Regions from separate parts of the Mus musculus genome. Here all the other regions are linked to region 4. Evidence: chromatin contacts called from public HiChIP or PLAC-seq data. All regions are on one chromosome and are shown on one strand. The core of a region is the stretch at or near the end of the contact, and the rest is flanking DNA. Distances in the headings are between cores, read along the strand shown.

What was found. HiChIP or PLAC-seq counts read pairs in DNA pulled down with a chosen protein or histone mark.
Region 1: a contact with region 4 is called in an HNF4G HiChIP or PLAC-seq map of pancreatic cancer cells. The contact joins two enhancer-like sites. A contact is called at or near these places in 13 of 484 Hi-C or Micro-C datasets (the AML12 cell line, MC3T3-E1-derived osteoblasts, bone marrow-derived macrophages and 9 more), 9 of 115 datasets of contacts at active chromatin or transcription factors (the 3134 cell line, bone marrow-derived macrophages, craniofacial prominence and 2 more) and 1 of 9 other capture datasets (embryonic stem cells).
Region 2: a contact with region 4 is called in a FOXA1 HiChIP or PLAC-seq map of pancreatic cancer cells. The contact joins two enhancer-like sites. A contact is called at or near these places in 4 of 484 Hi-C or Micro-C datasets (B cells, bone marrow-derived macrophages, embryonic fibroblasts and 1 more) and 6 of 115 datasets of contacts at active chromatin or transcription factors (embryonic fibroblasts, embryonic stem cells, epiblast stem cells and 3 more).
Region 3: a FOXA1 HiChIP or PLAC-seq map of pancreatic cancer cells shows a contact between it and region 4. The contact joins two enhancer-like sites. A contact is called at or near these places in 1 of 15 datasets of contacts at CTCF or cohesin (the NIH/3T3 cell line), 5 of 484 Hi-C or Micro-C datasets (B cells, bone marrow-derived macrophages, embryonic fibroblasts and 1 more), 4 of 115 datasets of contacts at active chromatin or transcription factors (bone marrow-derived dendritic cells, embryonic stem cells, pancreatic cancer cells and 1 more) and 1 of 9 other capture datasets (embryonic trunk).

Annotation. Positions count from the first base shown.
Region 1 is chr7:145,044,201-145,046,900 of GRCm38.p6, forward strand. No RefSeq gene overlaps it. Among named protein-coding and RNA genes, the nearest start is that of Gm46023, 23 kb to the right of the region's middle. Within about 2 kb of position 1,266, at least 54 of the 459 cell types and tissues checked have an H3K27ac peak or open chromatin away from gene starts, as enhancers often do. A contact at or near this core is called in bone marrow-derived macrophages, embryonic fibroblasts, myocytes and 1 more, where this site is marked.
Region 2 is chr7:144,970,364-144,973,063 of GRCm38.p6, forward strand. No RefSeq gene overlaps it. Among named protein-coding and RNA genes, the nearest start is that of Ccnd1, 32 kb to the left of the region's middle. Within about 2 kb of position 1,253, at least 87 of the 459 cell types and tissues checked have an H3K27ac peak or open chromatin away from gene starts, as enhancers often do. A contact at or near this core is called in bone marrow-derived macrophages, embryonic fibroblasts and pancreatic cancer cells, where this site is marked.
Region 3 is chr7:144,993,049-144,995,748 of GRCm38.p6, forward strand. No RefSeq gene overlaps it. Among named protein-coding and RNA genes, the nearest start is that of Ccnd1, 55 kb to the left of the region's middle. Within about 2 kb of position 1,438, at least 37 of the 459 cell types and tissues checked have an H3K27ac peak or open chromatin away from gene starts, as enhancers often do. A contact at or near this core is called in pancreatic cancer cells and trophoblast stem cells, where this site is marked.
Region 4 is chr7:145,221,063-145,223,762 of GRCm38.p6, forward strand. It overlaps a transcript of Tpcn2 not described here. Among named protein-coding and RNA genes, the nearest start is that of Smim38, 14 kb to the left of the region's middle. Within about 2 kb of position 1,354, at least 162 of the 459 cell types and tissues checked have an H3K27ac peak or open chromatin away from gene starts, as enhancers often do. A contact at or near this core is called in bone marrow-derived macrophages, embryonic fibroblasts, myocytes and 2 more, where this site is marked.

The sequences.
Region 1 (2,700 bases), core at 16-2,515, 180 kb before region 4:
TGTTCTTAGGCGTCGGTCACTACCATATTCCAAAGGTTGAATCCCTGTCATCTGTCATTCTGAAGACACCTGAAGCCTACACACTGCTCTAGGGGGACCTTTCTTGCTCTGCTTGTCACCCCACATGTCCGAGCAGGTGTGGAGGACATGACACCAGGGATACAACTATAGAAAACGTCACTCTGGGGTGAACTGAGAGTCATGAGTCCCTCACTTCCAACTCATGGATAAGGCAATAAGGAGTCTTGTTTGTCCTCATCCATTTGGGGACATTCTGGTCCATCAGCTGGTCAGGGGCCACAGCATCAGGGTCTTAGAGCTAAGATACATGGGGCAGATCCTGCCTGGCCATAGATAAGCCTGGTCAGTTCCATCCTGCTTCTAGCTAGGGTGGCTGGAAGCAGTGTCTGGAGGGTCTGGGGGCTTTGGCTGCACTATGGGATGGCCCAGCCTTTTCCCTGTCAGTGACAGGATAATGTGACCACTGACCTCTGGCTCACAAGTGAAGCAATGGCTTTTGCCTGTGTGTTCCTGCCTGGCTCTAGATGGGACAGGTACCTGTAAGGAACTGCCACAGATAGGAGGGCTGCCCTCCAGTGTCCTTCCAAGCAGTGCTCTGTGTGGTGGTGACAAGCACTGGCTGGTTTAGATCTTGGTGTTCTCCTTTGTCACTATGACCCATTCATTCAAAGACGATCCACTTAGGGCATGGTAGCATGTGCCTATAATCTCAGGAGAGGTGGGAGGCTCTCTATGAGTTTGAGGGTAGCCACATTTACATAGCAAATTCCAGGACAACTAGGCTACATAGTGAGATGCTGGCCCAAACCAAGCTGCCAGCCCTGGCTACTAGAGTCCCTCCAGAGCACTGGGGCTGTGGTAGGAACCTGCAGAGGGGGCTTCAAAGCACAGATGGGGACACTAGGAGGAGACACACAAAGAGACCTGTGATGGAGGCCTGTGGTCAGGGCAGCACTAATGCAGAGCACACACTGATGACCCAACCTGAGCAGGCCTGCAGGTGCTCAGCTGCTCTGGGAAGTGTGCCTGGCTGCAGGACTGATGGGTTCCTCTGTGGCCCTATGTGTGCACATCACATGGCCCCTCTTCTTTGCACCTGCCCCAGACACTGTGGACACATGAGCCTCCTGACACTTGAAGCCATCAAGCAGCCCTTGAGATCACAGGCCTCCCAGTATCCCTGCTGGGCCCCAGCACAGTCTCCCACTGGAAAGCAGATTGTTGGCCAGGCCTTGCTGCTGAGTCACAGGCGAGACCAGGACCTGACCACAGGACATTTTTGAGATTCCAGGGCTGGCCCCACTGTGGCAAGCCTTCTTGCTTTGTGGCAGGTCCACCTCCACTGGGTCCAGAATCCCAGTCTTGCAGGACCAGAAAGTCCCTGGGGACAGGAACCATGGGAATGTAGGCTGGAGGCAAGGACTGGAGGTCATTGGGTGGGTACCCCTTGCTTTCTTCCTCAAGAACTGTAGTCAGCAGGGCACCCTGAGGTCTCAGTCTACATCCAGGGGAGGGGCAGACATTAGTGATGGGAGACAGGCTCAGAGCTCCAAGCTCTCACTACTTACTGAGGTTTGGATCCTGCTAGAGAGTAAACCATTTCTAAGTAACAATCAATGTTCATGGTTTAAAATGTAAAAATGTGAAAGGGGACCTCAAGAGTTGGCTCAACAGGTGAGGGAGCGAGCTGCTGTAACCCTGACCACTTGAGTGTGTGTGTGTGTGTGTGTGTATGTGTGTACATATGTGTAGATGCTAGAGATCAATGTCAGGTGTCTCCCTTCATTGTTTTCCACTTTAATTTTTGAAGCAGGGTCTGTCACTGAATCTAAAGCTCACTGGGTCCCAAGGATCCTTCTGTCTGTCCCCCAATACTATGCACCCTGTGCCCAGCTTTCCCATGGGGCCTGGTATCTGAACTAGGGGCCTCTTCCTGGTGCAGCCAACCCCCTGACCCACACTCACCAACGCCTTAGCCCCTTGATGGTTTTTAAAACAAATTCCCTGCAAGGTGTAGGCTATACTTGTAATCTCAGTACTCAGGAGTCTGAGGCAGGAGAACCACCATGGGCTTGAGGCTAGCCTGAGCCGCAGAGTGAGGCTTTGGGGAGGGCAGGAGGGTGGGAGGGTGGGAAGGGAATGTGATCTGGGTGTATTGCATGAAATAGCTAAATTTTACATTAAAAAAAAAAAGTTGCATCAAGCCAGGCCTGGTGGTGTGTGCCTGGAACCACAGTGCTCTGGTGGCTGCAGGAGGAGGTGGGCAAGCTTGAGGCCACATAGCAAGACTGTCTCAAAACCACCACCAACAAAAACAACAAAACATAGTTTTCCTTTTTAGTAACTTCTTTATCACATTTAATTGTACGTGTGTGGCAGTTATAAGACAACTTGGGGAAGTTGGATCTCTCCTCCCACTGTTCGGTTCTGATGATTGAACTCAGATTAGCAGGCATAGTGACAAGAACTTCTATCTGTTGAACCATCTTGCTGGCCCACTCTCTCTCACTTTTTTTTTTAAGACATTGGCCTAACTAGCTTTAAAGAGCCAAGCTCTGTGGCTAGCCTGGGCTAACCATAGTTCTCAGTCTCACTCAGACAAATCTACAGACTGGCTCCCTTGCAGGTATGGCTCAGACACTAAGAGGAGGGGCTTGTTCAGTGTGCCCCTAACCCTCA
Region 2 (2,700 bases), core at 3-2,502, 250 kb before region 4:
GGTCTGTGATTAGGGGGTTATACATGTCTCTTACAGAGGACCCAGGTTCAGGTCCCAATGCCCATTTCAGAGGGCTCACAACCACCTGTCACCCCATCTCCTGGTCTTTGTTGGCCAGATAACAGTCAAACCTAATAAGCGAGTCCCAGGCCAGTGCAAGACTGGGTCTCAAAACCAAACCAAAACAGGACATCTGAGAAATGATGAGGGTGTCCTATGGCTTCTATAGGCAACCCCTCTCACACACATGCACACAGACACTGAATAATCCTGAGGGAATGGCCCCCCAGAAGATGGTGTTCCATCCAGACTCCTTTCTCAGTCCAGGAAGCTGAGCTCAGGGGCCTGGTTACAGGGATGGTCTTCTCACTATGCCCTCGCACATTAGGAAGGAAGGGAGAACTTGCAGTGTGACCAGTCCCCTGACTCATCAATCACTTCCCAATGGCCCTGTCTCCCAAATGCCACCCTCAGGGACTTGAGATCCACACGTGGATTTGGAGAGACACCACATTAGGTTCATATCAACTCTGTCTTGTGGGAGGCAGACAGTTCTAAATGATGCTTACAGAAAAAGCTTCAGCACTTCCCCTCCCCTGCTCTCTCTGCCTGCCATGCTACCGCTCTCTCCAGCACTTCAGCAGAGCTTGTTTGTCAAGAGACACGTGGCCCCTGCTTGCCTTTGAAGGGCCAGGATGGCACCTCTATGTGCCTGGTACACACAGAGCAAAAGTATGTGCAGTTCTACTCCACACCCTCCAGGGTGGCTGTGATCTATGGCAGGGTTCCTAGGGAGGGCAGGCAGAAGCAGAAGAGGTTGAGGCACTGGGAAAGAGGAAGCCAAGGACAGGGTATGTAGATAGAGACTGGTGTGGTTCCTGGCACCTGCTCAGCCTGGCCACCCCCTCCCTGCCAGGCCAGGCAGTTGTCTTGCTTCTCTGCTTCTGTCTGCAGTAGAGGTGATAGATAGCCAGAACACAGTGCCCTAAGGTGATGGAGGAGGAGCTACGTTCTGGGTGCCACTCCTCCACCAGCACCCCAGCATGCCCTGCCTGCTCCACACTGAATGGCAGCTCACCCACTCCTGTTCATTGAAAGGCATAGGCAGAGCATGCAACCGGCATGTGCCTACGTCAGCCACTGCTATCTGCCTGGAAAGGACATGCTTCACTCTGCCAGGGCATGCCCCTCTCATGCCCACGTCAAATCATGGTCAGGGTGAGACCCACCCGTGAATCTGGGTGCCGTATGGGTGAGTCACTATTGGCTTTGCCCCCAGTTCTGTCAATAACAGAACCTCACTGCTCGAGGTGCCCTTGCAGTGTAGGACTGGAAATTTCCTGATACTCTGAGTTGGCCCTGAAGCTGACCTCCTGGGCTACTGTCTCTTGTCTATGAGACACTGGTAGGTGCCATCAAAGACCTGGCACCTTCAAAGGATTGGGCCCTGAGCCCAGGTAGCAAGGAGAGCTTCTGCAAGTTGGGGGTGGGGGTGGGGGTGGGGGTGGGGATAGGGGTGGGCGGAGCTACAGGGGCATGGCTTTGTGAGGGCGGGGCTATCTGGAGGAGCTGAGCTGTCAGGGGGTGGAGCTTAAAGGTAAGGGAGTGGTTTGGGGCTGTGTGGCTTCACAGCCAGGGCTTTGGCCTGGCATTGAGGGACTTGGCACAAGGTCAGAATCAGAGGTAAGACAACCTGGGTGCTGAATGGCCCTGGAGGGTCCAGCCTTGGGCAGCTGGAATTGGCCAGCTTCCTGATGGTTCTGGTTATGATGCAGCCTGGGAACACCCTAGAGCCAGCACCTTGCCTTGCTCTAGGGTGGGTTCTATGGCCTGACTTTCTGTATTGCCAGCACTCCTGGTTGCTGTACTCTCATTCATTCATTCATTCATTCATTCATTCATTCATTCATTCATTCATTCAGCAAACACCGGTGGACATGAATGCTGGGAACACAGTAGTAAACAAGATGAATGCGGTCCAGTTTTGGACTCTTCTCCTCTGTGGGGAGAAACTGTGTATGCCGGAAGCCTCAGCTCTAGAAAGGAGGCCATCAGAGAAGAGTGCTGGGAGGACTGGCCTGGCCTCAGGCTAGGAGATGGTTGGGGGGAAGGAACCCTGCCACAGTGAGACAGACCAGAATCCAGTGACACTCCCAGGACCCTGCAGGGTGTTGGGCCCCAAGGTTCCTGGACTCACTTGTCTTACTGAGTTCTGCCCCTGGCCTGGGTACTGCCAGCGCTATCGGTCCTCAATCCAGGAAACTCCAGGGCCTTCCTTTAGGGAATAAGAGGAGGCAGGCACGGGCTGATGGCCTTTTTAACCTGGGCTGTCTGAGGCCCAGATCCTAAAAAAGGGGTGGCTTCTACACTGACCCTCTGAGGTTGTGTAGTGTGTGGGGCCCTTAGCCCCCACAGTTGGTATCTCTGTCACCTGTGATCCTAGTTCAGGCCTTTTCAGGTGGGAGCCTGGCCTGACATCACAGAGTCTTATGTGTGTATGTATGTATGTATGTATGTATGTATGTATGTATGTATGTATGTATGTATGTATGTATAGTGCAGTTCCAAGGGAAAGTGGTAGTTTGGTCCACGGCAGAGGATAAATGGTTGAAAGAACATGGGTTCCAGGTTTCTGGTGTTGGCTAGGCTGTGGGGAACACACCCCATGGAGCCACCTGAGCTTCTTGGGAGAAATGAGTC
Region 3 (2,700 bases), core at 188-2,687, 230 kb before region 4:
CCCCAGGAACCCACTTACCTCCGACTCCCCAGCAATGGGATAGCAGGTGCACATTGCTCTGCCTGCCTTTCATGTGGGTGTTGGGCATCCAAATTCGGGACCTCATGCTTGTGTAGGAATCAATTACCAACTAAGCCCCTCCCCAGCTCAATGCCCTCCTTCTCCATCCATTTCCTCTTGCTTATCTTTATTCTTTCAGTCACCCTTTCACTCACTACTCAAGGGCTCACAGTGTGCATGCTGCTCTTCTGGCTAGGGCGTGTGGGATTTCTAGGTTTTGATGAAGGTGTGACTCAGAGGCGAGGGGAACCATAGGCTGCTGCCCAGATGGAACAGAGTGGGCCTGGGCCTCCTCTAGCTATGTCTGCATTAGTACCACCTAGATGGCATCTTGGGACTGAGACTCCAAGCCTGCATGGGGAGTTTCATTTGGCCTGGGGCCTCAATTGCCTCTGCCCAGTCAAAGCAGCCTGCCTGTTATGAAGCTGTTCCAACCTCATTGTTCTGTGGGGAAAGATGGCTGCCCCATGGTCTCCCTTCTGGGACAGTTGCTATCTAGAGGCAGGGTCTAGCCTCTGGAGTTGGGATCCTCGTCATCTATGGGATGGCCCTCCTCTGAAGCTCTGCCCCGCAGTCTGGTTGGCTGGCACTGTTCTACAGTGTGTAGTGGGGCCTGCACAATAGCTTCCCTCTCTCGTTGCCAGCCTGGCCTGTGAACAGGGCTCTGTTGATGCCTGGCTGCTCTCACTCCCAAAGAATTCAAAAAATGGTCCCATGTGTGAATGTGCATCCTGAGACTGTTGGGCAACTGCCTAGAGTGGGGTCTTGGAAGGCAGAGAGTGCCACCGCTGGTCACTGGGCTGTCACATTCATAGGAATCTGGACTGGGCTTGATGATGGTGGTGGCAAGAGTCAAGGGGATGTGAAGAAAACTCAGGCCATTAGCTCCCTGATGGCTGCCTGACATCATGATTGGTTGGACAGAGATGCTACCCTACCAGGCCAAGTAGATCGTCTCCCTAAGCCTCACTATGGAAGCAGAGTCAGGAGGGCTCCTGTACAGCACATTTTATTTTTTTTCAAAGATCTTGGCCTCAGCTTGGCCAGGGCCACTGAGCTGCACAGGAAGGTCCCTCTGCTTCCCAACCTTTGCATGTACATGCTGCTATGGTAAAGTCAAAGCTTGAGCATTTAGAGCTATAGGACTGTCCTGGGCTCCGGACAGTGTGTGGGCATGTTTCAGCTTTTGCCATCCAGAGCTATCAATAGTCCTGTCATGTACCCCAGGGAATGATAGTCACCCAGTATGAAGTGCTGTGTCCTGGGAGCCCAGAGAGGTTGCACAATGCCCTGCCACAGGTATAATGCAAGGCCCACATATTATATCCTGTTGGTTGGATTAGTGTCAATGAGCAAGGACCACAGTGACTCATGCTCGGCTGGGTGGCTCTTCCTGTGCCGGTTCTGGGATGCTGAATTGCCCCAGGCTCAGTAAGAACTCCTGAGCACTGTGCAGAGAGCCATACAGGGGCGACCTCAGGCTGAGTCTCATAGGCCTCTCTCTATAAAACCCTGGTCCAGGGCTTTGTGCTGGATCCTGACACAGAGGGGACTGATGATGGCAGATCCTGGTGTCCAGCCGAGGCCACACATGAGGGACAGACAGAAACACCAGACAAATGCAAGTCACCTGCTGTTCTCTGCCATCTTCCCAAGACCAAGGGACTCTGACTGCAGAGTGTAATGTCCTGTGGAGCTCAGGAAGTTTGTCACACATAGGACTCCATCAGAGAGAATGCAAGCCCAGGTGGCTGCCACTCAGATGGGCCCAAGCCATCTGGCACAGATAGAGCCAGAACCGAGTGCCCCCTCCTAGCGTTAGGGGTATGTAGAACTCTTACTATGAAGCTCTCTGAAGTGGCAAGTGGCCTGAAGGGACCCAGGAACTGTAGGAAATATTTTCACAAGTATCTGCAGAGAAAGGCCCTCAGACCTGATACTGAGCCACTGTTGGTGGGCTGAGGGTCCTTCCCCTCTTCAATTAGGGTTGACTACTTTCCCTTTATTGGTCCTATTCTACTTCATATTTCCATGCCCACATTTAGCCTGTCAGCGTTCAGATGATGCTAGCTGGTGTCCTGTAATTTTGACCTTTAGGACTCTAGGGTACCTGTCTGATGGGGAGCTAGCTTGAGGCAGTCTCCAGTGTTACCATGACTACAGGCCGATGGCAAGCCACTCTTTGGCTGCAGATGGGAATTGGTTCCATTGGTTTCCTTAGCCAGCCATAGAAGCCTGAGGTAGCTGTAGTCCTCCTCAGAGCTGCAGATCCACCTAGAAGAGATGATCCCCGGTTGGCATCCCAGAGGCAGGGAGGGCTTTGAGCTGACACTTGGCAGCACTGTATGGGCTCTCAGCTGGCATCACACCCCGTGGCTGAGAGTTCACACTCTCATCCAAACCCTGCACAGCCTTCAGTTTGAAGTTGTGTTGTCCCAATTCTGAATTGACAAATAAAGTGCCTCCCGTCCACACAGTCCATCTGGGAGGAAATCAGGACTAGTACCCAGGTGGGGGGACTTGAGACCATCTCTACCTTACCATCATTCTCGAATGTCCCCTTGCTGACCCGCCTTCCCTCCAGACATGCCTGCAACTATGGACAGCCACAATGTTGGCTTGTTCAACATGTCTCAAAGT
Region 4 (2,700 bases), core at 104-2,603:
CACTCTTCAGCCCCCGGTGTCTATATGATGTTTCTATGGGATAGATCTGCTCAAGAGCAATGAAGGCCCTCTTGGAGGGTGCAGGCAACCTAAAGGCCTAGGCTGCTAGAGCCAGTCCAGTGCCTTCTGTTACCTACACTGGTTTGTCCCTTCCCAGAATTCCTGCAAGAGTCACCACACTAAGATGATCACATTGAGTCACAGCAAGGCTCTCACAGGGCACTGACCCAGGTTCAGTGTCTGCCAGATGTGCTGACTGACCCCCCCCAAAAACTGTAGATGGCATGGACCACCCCCCCAACCCTGACCAGAGAGATGAGATAACCTGCCCCAATACAACAGCATCAACACCTCCCTTCCTCTGCATAAGATAAGGCCCCACAGAGGATACCCTTCACTCCAGTACTCTGTGTTCCTCCCTGATGTTTCCAGATGTATCTTGGCTCCTAGGATCCATGGCAAATCCAAAAACAATGAGTCTCTTCTTCCAGGAAAGAGGGGTGAGGCCAGGACCAGAATCCTGGAGGAAAAGGCAAGGCAAAGGCAGCAGGGCTGTTGAGCCTTCCTGCAAGGAAGTGGGGGCAGGGGTAGGCTCCAGGTCCCGGCAGAGGATCCTAAGCATCCCAGGCATCAAGCAGTGTCTGTCACTGACAGCGGGTGAGTACTTAGCCCTGTGCACTCAGAGGGCCTGGGTACCAGACACTCCCACAGCTGAGGGAAGGACAGCAGAATATCACAAACAGAGACCTGGGCTGAGTATAGAGGATTGATTGGGGGTGGCCTTGAGGATTTTAGGGAACCTTGAGGGTTCCTTGCTGACAGACAGGGAAGACCCAGTGGTCCCTGTAGTACAGAACTTGGCTCTGCCACACAGCTGAACTTCATCTACCAAGAGGAGCTTCTATGAAGGCCAGGCTGTGTGGACATTACTGGGTAGATGATTGTCACTGGTGCATGGGCCCTGCAGCTGCTATTGCTGCAACCACATGTCCCCTGTCACTTACACAAAGCCAACCCCACTTGTCTAAGGTCTATGAACATAGATGACCCAGGTGTACTGGCTTGCTCTGACTCATTATCCTCTGTGGTAAGATGACTAGTGATTAGTCCTAGGAAATCCCCAGACACACACACACACACACACACACACACACACACACACACACACACTCACACACTTGCTGAGGTCCCAGACAGGAACAGGCTGTGGCCACCACCAAGAGGCCCAAGGGCAGAATGAGGGACACTTCTAGGGAAGCAAAAGTCTTTCTCCAGGGACAGTGAACAGCCCTGCAGTCTGCCCCCACAGAGAGCCCTGCTGCAGGGCGGGGGCTCAGGAATGTTCTCTGCATACATAGCAAAGTTGTGAGTCAGACACAGTGGGGAGGAGGCCCGCAGCAGGGCTGCAGGCAGGAGGTGGAACCCTCCAAGCAGAATCCTGGTAAACAGCAGGCAGTGTCTGGGTCCTGTCCCATGGCCAGCAGTCTACCTGGGCCACATCAGGGGTGAGGAGCACATGGGCCAGGAGAGGGCAGTGTGGCCTAGGTTAGCTGGGGACTTGCAGATGAGGCTTCCAACTCCTTGCCCAGTGCTCTCTCTGGACTCCTCACACAGTGCTCTCAGAGCCAAGCACCACCCCAGGCACTGCCACCCCTTGAGTAAACTGACCTTTGCAGAATTAAATGGGGCTCCAGCAACCCAGGAAGACCGGGTGCTGGGTTCTATTTCTCAGGACACCTCCTGTCTCCAGTATGCGAAATGATACCCAAAACTCCTACTGTGTGCTGGGCCCTGGCAGGAGTTCCTATACATTGATTCATGGGACAGAAGCCGGGCTACAGTGTGGACATGTATGCAGCATGTAGAGGTCAGCTAGCCCTGAGAGCTCATTCTCCAACCTTCACCCCTGCTGAACTAGCCAGCAACCTCAGGCACATATGGGAGCCAGGTGATACACCTCAGGCCCCACAGAATGACCATGGGATCTAGTTGCAGGGCCTTGGCCTAACCCACTGAACTGTGGAGAGAAGGAGAGGGCTAAAGATGTTCTTCTACTGGGGGATGCTAGGCAGAGGACACAGGGCTACCTCTCTACACCCACAAAGCAGGGGTCTGAGCCCCAACAGGACTCACTGGGTAAGCCCTTCACCTCTCTAAGCCTCAGTCTCCTCGTCTGTAGATGGGGATGGGGAGGCATCAAGGACTGTTATTATTTAATGATCTCCATGAGAGCTGGCTCAGTTGATAGAGGGATTTTTCCCAGCATGCACAAGGACTTGAGTTCCATCCCTAGCACCACACACCTATTCCAAGCACTGAGGAAGCAGAGGCAGGGGGATCATCATGAATTCTAAGTGGGCTTGGTTTGCATAGTAAAGCCCTAGCTCCCAAAACTAAATTAAATTAAATAAGCCAGGAACAGTGTGCACACCTGTCATATTAGCGCTTAGAAAGCAGAGACAGGAAGGCATCAGACTGTGACTAGCCTGGCCTACAAAGCAAATTCCAGGCCAGCCCCAGATCCAGAAAGAAAGAGGTGGAGGGAGGGAGGGAGGCAAGGAAGGAAGGGAGGCAGGCAAGGAAGGGAGGGAGGGAGGGAAGGAGGGAGGCAAGGAAGGAAGGGAGGGAGGGAGGGAGGGAGGGAGGGAGGGAGGGAGGGAGGCAAGCAAGGGAGGGAGGGAGGGAGGGAGGGAGGGAGGA